2 separate regions of the Oryctolagus cuniculus genome follow, and region 1 is linked to region 2. Evidence: chromatin contacts called from public Micro-C data. All regions are on one chromosome and are shown on one strand. The core of a region is the stretch at or near the end of the contact, and the rest is flanking DNA. Distances in the headings are between cores, read along the strand shown. Region 1 holds the start of UBTD2 (ubiquitin domain containing 2). Region 2 overlaps STK10 (serine/threonine kinase 10).

The links. A called contact is a pair of places that touch in the nucleus more often than the background predicts.
Region 1: a contact with region 2 is called in a Micro-C map of ear pinna, with 8 times the contacts expected there. The contact joins the promoter of UBTD2 here to the enhancer-like site in region 2. A contact is called at or near these places in 5 of 6 Hi-C or Micro-C datasets (ear pinna, embryonic fibroblasts, psoas muscle and 2 more).

The regions. Positions count from the first base shown.
Region 1 is chr6:58,913,810-58,917,056 of mOryCun1.1, forward strand. UBTD2 (ubiquitin domain containing 2) reads right to left here and starts at 1,638. Exons shown (of 3, transcript XM_008255390.4): 1 at 1,127-1,638. The coding sequence starts at 1,196.
Region 2 is chr6:58,751,356-58,754,689 of mOryCun1.1, forward strand. It overlaps STK10 (serine/threonine kinase 10), which reads right to left. Exons shown (of 19, transcript XM_051843610.2): 5 at 1,866-1,938; 6 at 650-844. Among named protein-coding and RNA genes, the nearest start is that of FBXW11, 58 kb to the left of the region's middle. Within about 2 kb of position 1,941, at least 3 of the 8 cell types and tissues checked have an H3K27ac peak or open chromatin away from gene starts, as enhancers often do. A contact at or near this core is called in ear pinna, where this site is marked.

The DNA of each region.
Region 1 (3,247 bases), core at 388-2,887, 160 kb after region 2:
GTTAGCATGTTAAGAAAAAGTTGTAAAACCCTCTCATTGCCCCACAACATTGCAAGTATGTACCACATTCTGCGGCTCCTAACATCAGCTGGAATCCAATCAACAGTGTCATCTTTGCTGTTCCTAAAAACCGTTTAACTAAAAATTTAACTTCTACACGGTCCTTAGAAGAGACTCAGCCAAAGGTCCCTTAGCTCCAGTAGTCAGGATTACTTTTATTACACAGCCATACAGCAACTACTGATGGAATCAAAACACGTCTCCGCAGTACACCTCTGTTTTCTGCAAAGCACAAGTGCGCTCCGCGTTAGCAAACTTTGAAAGTACTGATCCTACTGGGGTAAGTGAAACTCTCATGCATGTGCACTGTTACCCTACATATTTTCCTTTTACGTAAGTCGGATCGGAATTTGACTAGCCCACCCGGACAGCATGCTGCCTACCGGCCCTACGCTGCAGCTGCCGCAGCAACAGCAGCAGCAGCAGCAGCAGCAGCAGCAGCAAGAGGCCACGTTTTAGCCGGGCAGACCGTTCCCCCTCCCTCTTTCCTATGCCTGTGGCCACTGGAGACTTCCCCAGCTCAGCTCAAGAAACTCGCAGGTTTAAATGGCCAAACTGGAACCAACCAGGGCAGCTGTCATCTGAAACTCAGGAAAGCTGAGACCAGCCAACTGCGCTGAGCGAGGAAGGGAGCCGAGAGCTGTGGCGGGCCCGTCGGAGGGAACGCATTAGGCTCCCTCCCCCGCCGCCACCCCCCCTCCCAATCAATTCGCTTTCTGCAACCCCAGCGCCGCCATCCTGCTCCTGAATTATTAAACGGGCTGGAGACGGAGTGAGATGGCCACAAGGGCAGTTTCGGGTCTGACTTCCCGAGCCCAGGCGCTGAGATCAGGGAGGCCGAGGGCTCCGTCTCCGGCGCGCAGACTTTCTACCGCCGCTAGGGAGGGAAAGGGGCGACCCCCGTGGCCGGCGGGGCAGCCGGAAGCGCAGCGCGGGCAGTGACGTGGGAGAGGGGATGACAAAGGGGCGCGGGGGCCTGCCCGCGCGGCCCGCGGGGGTCGGGACAGGTGGCCGGGCCTGGCCGGGAACAATGGGGGGCCGAGGCTGCCCCCTGGCGCTCACCTACCTCCGGTGCCCTCCGAGTTCTCGTTGAGGCTGCCCGAGGAGTCGTGCTGGGCGCCCACACACCCGCCCATGGGGGCCCCGAGCGCCTCGTCCGCCACCTCCGGGCGCTCGTCCGGGCCCGCCGCCGCCGCCTCAGCCTCCTCCGGAGCCGCCGCCACCGAGCTCCGGACAGCGCGCCGCTCCGCTCGCCCGCCGCGGCCCAGCCTCCGCCCCCCTCGCCGCTCCACCCACCGCCGTGGCTCGGCCCCTTCCTCCGCGCCCACTTCTACCTCAGCCCCCGGGCCGCCCGCCCCGCAGGCCTGGCCCGCGCGCCGCCCTCGCCTCCGGCTCGGCCGCACCAGGCGGGGGCTGGCCCATCCCGAGAGGGCCGCCGCGCCCGCCTCGCCCCTTCACAGCCCCGCACAACCCCAAACTGGGCGAGCCCCGCGTCGGCGCCGCCCGTCAGCCAGGCCCCATCGGCCCCCGCCCCGCGGCGCCGCCCTCCGCACCAGCCGCCCGGGCTCCGCAAAGGCCCGCCCGGAACCGCCGGGGAGGGGCGGGGCCGTGGGAGGCCGCGCTCTGATTGGCTGCGGGCGGGGCCGCGAGAGGAGGGGGGAGGGGAGCGGAGCGGCGAGGAGGCGAGGCTGAGGGATCTGTGGTGGGGGGAGAGGAAGGGAAAGGGGGCGAGAGCGAGCGAGAGAGGGGGGACGGGAAGGAGAAAGAAAGGGAAGAAGGGGAGAAAGCGGGAAAAGCAGAACAGAGGTGAGAAAGGAGAAGTGGAGAGGGACCAAGTCGAGTACTTCTGATGGAAGACGATACCGAGAAGTTGCAATGGGGACCGGGCGCTTTCCCCAACAGCCGGACGTGGAGGCCCCAGCCGTTGTGAATTCGTGTCGAGGCCGGGGGGTCGGTAGCGCGGGCCTGCCGGTGCGCTCACCCCCACGACCGCTGTGCCCTGTGGGGGAGGTGGAGGCGGTCATTGTATAGAAGTTGGACCCGGGTTACTGAGGCGAGGCATCCGGTGCACGGAGAGAGAATTCTGCACAGGATCGATGATTCAATCTCCTGCTCAGGATCCCGCCTTTGACTCTCTTAAGTCCGCTTCAGAACAAAGTGAAGAAAAGGAAAAAAAAAAACTGATGGAACGCCCGGGTTTTCTAAGAGTTTGGTGTGTTGACCACGCCCGACATTCTTGGCGTCCCGATCGAAGGCGAATTCTTAATGGTGCCTTTAAAACGATGCCTCTTTCTTGCTGCGATGCTTGAAAATTCTGTCATCCTTCCTGGGCCCTTCTAAAGCTTATTCCTGCCACAGAGCTGTTTTAAATACCTGCTCATTTTTATACAGACTGTATTATTCAGTTAACAGCCTGGATCAACTTTTGCTTAGCATTAAAGAAAAAAAATTTTTTAAGTGAAAGACCTAAGAAAGACGCTCTGCAGCTTGGGATTTGCATTTGGATATATTCTTATACGATGCTGGTGGGAGTGTGAATTGGTGCAGTCTCTTTGCAAAGAGCCATTGGCTGGGGACTATTCCACATCTGGTAATCTAGTTGACAGAAATAATCCAAAATACAAAGATTCAGGTCCTGTATTCATTTAAGAATCACACAAAAATGAGAATTAAACAAACCAAACCCTGCGTTTACATGGAGGCGCAGAGAAGTTCTGTGAAATCTAGAAGCCTGCTATGTTCCACTTACACTGAAGAATTAGCACTGTCCTCCGTGGTGGTCCTGAACATTCAAAAAGAGCTTAGACAACCAATGTTTTTGAGTTTGCAGAGGTTGCTCTGAGATCAGGGTTCAAAACCTGTGCTGGCAGACAGACAGATGTCACTGCATCACTTCCCAGAGAGAAAGAAAAGCAGCATGCTGGATATTTACAAAGAGATTGCTTTGTCTTGAATTTCGCTCTAGGAATTGGAGAAACTGACTTCCACAATATCCATCAAGCAGATGGTAGGTACCCAAATGATGAGGGCTTTCTGCTGAGCTCTGAGGCGGCCCCAGGAGAGCACTGTCTCATGGAAAGATTCTCAGCAGTGCATGTTCTCCACCCTGCCTTTATTTTGAGCAGACATTTGTTCCTGGGAGACAGAATAATAGAACAGTAAGGGCCTGGCTCTGCCATTCACTTCC
Region 2 (3,334 bases), core at 691-3,190:
CAAGCCCGGAACTCAGTGGCGGGGAGGGGTTTTCCATGTGGGTGCTTGGGACCCAAGTTCTCCCCTGCTGCCTCCCAGGGTGCACACTAGCAGGAAGCTGAGACGTGAGCCCAGGGACGGGATGGGACAGACCCAAGTGGTATCTTACCCACCATACCCGACCCCCGCCCCGCAGGCCGCCAGCCCTCAGCCCAAGGTTGTCCCAAGCGGCTTCTGGGCTGACCTGGACTCTTCTCCCCCAATGGGATCTGGATTGTTTGGGCACCTGGTCTACCTTGTCAAGCGTATAAGGCTAGGGTAGTGGGGGGTGCAGTTGGAGTCCCGGCTGCTCCACTTTCAATCCAGCTCCCTGCTAATACATCTGAGAAGGCCATGGATGAAGGCCTGAGCACTTGGGCCTCTGCCATCCGTGTGGGAGCCTTGGATGGAGTTCCAGGCTCCTGGCTTCAGTGTGGTCCAGCCCTGGCCACTGTGGCTATATGGGGAGCGGACCAGCAGGTGGAAGATCTCTCTATATACATATATGACTCTGCCTTTCCAATAAACAAACAGCATAAGGGCACAAGACAGGCATGGGGGGCTGAGGGAGCTCAGAAGAGACTGGACAGTGCCCCGCCCCAGGCCTCCTGCGGGCACCCTTGCTTCTCACCACTTGGAGGGCGTGAGCAGCGTGGGAGGGTCCGACTTGGCGATCTTGAGTAGGACCCGCATGGGGTTGAGCTCATGGTGTGGGGGCTCGATCTGGGCCATCTCGATCAGCGTGATGCCGAGGGACCAGATGTCGGCTTTGTAGTCGTACGGGGTGTCCTTCATGGTCTCGCACAGCACCACCTCGGGGGCCATCCTGAACCAACCAAGGGACAACAGAGGGCTCAGAATCGGGCCTCCAGAGGCATTTTTGGGAGACTCAGGTTCAAGGGCCACCACCAGCCAAGGTCAGGAGTTGGCAGCATTCCCCATGTTCCTTACAACCGTCTTCACCCGGGCTCGCCAGCCCTGTCCTGCTGCAGTTGCTGACTCCTACCACAAGATGGCAGCATCAATCCAGACCTCAGTGTCCTGGGGAGGGGAGGAAGGTGGGGTGGAGAGGGAGGAAGTGGTACAGAAGGGGTGAGAGAGAAAGAAACAGTTAGCAGTAGTGAGCAAGCAAGAAGGGAGCCCAAACTCCACCACAGCACGTGATGCACAAGAAAAAAACTGAGAAAACAACACAGTAGAAAGCAACTAGAGGTCAGATGGAGCAAGAGCTTGGCTTTTAAATAGTTTTGGAAAAGTATGGAACAGGACAGACCAGGGAAATTAGAGAGACTTCGAGAGGAGAGGACTTGAACTTGAACTGCTCATCTTCATAAAACCCAGCCTGGTGCTCAGCACAGAAGTGTTGAATAAGAAGAACCAAGAACTGAACCATCCTCTGGGGCTCCCGCTGAGTCGTTATGAATGGAGCACTTCCCATTTCACCCCCGCAGGGATGCCATGAAGTGGGTGGGACGGGGGTCTTCAAAGAAGCCCATGGAAAATGCAAATAATGAAAACCCATGCTTGACTTCAAACTTTTTTCCTGCACCAAAGTAAACTCACCTGATGCCATCTTCCCATGCATTTTTTTAAAAGCCCCTTTGCATTGCCTCCCTAACTTCACAGATGAGATAACAGGCAGAGGGGAGCTAAGTGGCTTGTGCAGTCTCAGGACTGGTAAGCTTTAGAGGCCTGGCTCACCCCGGCAGGTGGCCCGGTTCACCCCGGCAGGTGGCCCAGGGCCCTGGCCTGCCGGCCTCTCCCCCTCTACAGTGCCCGGAGGCCATGCTGGTGTAGGTTTAACGTTCGGTCCACATCCAGTTTCCAGAAGAAGCTGCGTGACTCACCAGTAAGGCGTTCCGATGAAGGAATCTCGCTTCTGCAGAGTCTTCAGATTCTTGGCAGACACCCCAAAGTCAGCTGCAAGATAAAATCTCAGCTAGAGAATGGGCCGAGCGTTCCACCACCCACAGCCCCGGCACGGGCCAGGGATGCATATTCCAAATCCAGCAACAGATGCTCCTCTCCAGCCAGCCAGAGGCCTCTGGACACCCCGCCTGCTGCTGTAAGGGTGCGCTGAGATGGGGCGCTTCCCTGCCTGCTGATGGCAGCAGGAAGCAGCAGGTGCCCTTGGTAAATCGCAAAAAAAAAAGTCTTTAAAATGTCTACTCCTTTGATCCAATAATTCCAAATCTAGCAATCTAATGAAAGTTTAACACACACACACATACACACACACACAAAGGGATTTCCAGAAAATTGTTAGGAATGTAGGTTCTTTAAAACATTTATTCATTTTTATTTTTTTAAAGAGCAACAGGCAGAGAGAGAAAGCAGAAGAGAGAGTGAGAGAGACGGCCTGCAGCAGCCCAAAGCTAAGAGCCAGGAACTTCATCGATGTCTCCGAAGTGGGTGGCAGGGACCCATGTCCGGGAAGCCTCATCCACTGCCTCCCAGGCTGCACATTCGCAGGGAGCTGGACTCCACCCGGCACTCCACTACGGGACACAAGCGTCCCAAGCGGCAGCTGCACCCACTGCACTGCACCACCCGTCCTAAACAGCCTGGAATATGAAAACCATTACGCACTGTGATGTTCATCATAGCGCCATTAGATTAGTCACACATCTGAAACAGCTATAATTGTTTAACTACCATATTAAAACTTTCTATGTACAGTACATAATACATTACATGGTTTCCCAAAAGTGTATCACACACACAGAGCGAGGTGAAATAGGGAGATGGAGAGGTAAGAAAGAGCCACGTGATGGAATATTCTACATCTTTAAATTCATTTTAAAGTGTTTTTTTTTTTTTTTTTAACATACAATGTTTTACTTGTAGAGTGGCCAGCTACTAGTTACATTACAACCTGAAGATCCTGTGTGGTCACAGCTGGGCCCTCCGAAATAAGGGCAAGACCAGACCCAGTGCCAGGGAGGAAACCCACCGCATGGCTTAAGCAATGGGGGGGCAGATGAGGCTTCTTCCACTTTCCTGTAACCTTGCAGGGATGCACGTGGTGACTTTCAGGGTAACGAGACACCAGCACAAGGTACCTGCGATCACACACGCAGCACTGCGGCCTGCCTCGCCTTGGTTAATCAATTAACTGGGCGGGTGCTGTGGCGTGGAGGGTAAAGCCACCGCCTACTGCGTAGGCATCCCATATGGGCGTCAGTTTGAGTCACCGCAGTGCCACTTCCAATCCAGCTCTGTGCTATGGCCTGGGAAAGCAGTAGAAGATGGCCCAAGTCCTTGGGCCCCTGCACCCGCGTGGGAGACCCTGAAGAAGCGCCTGGCTCCTGGCTTC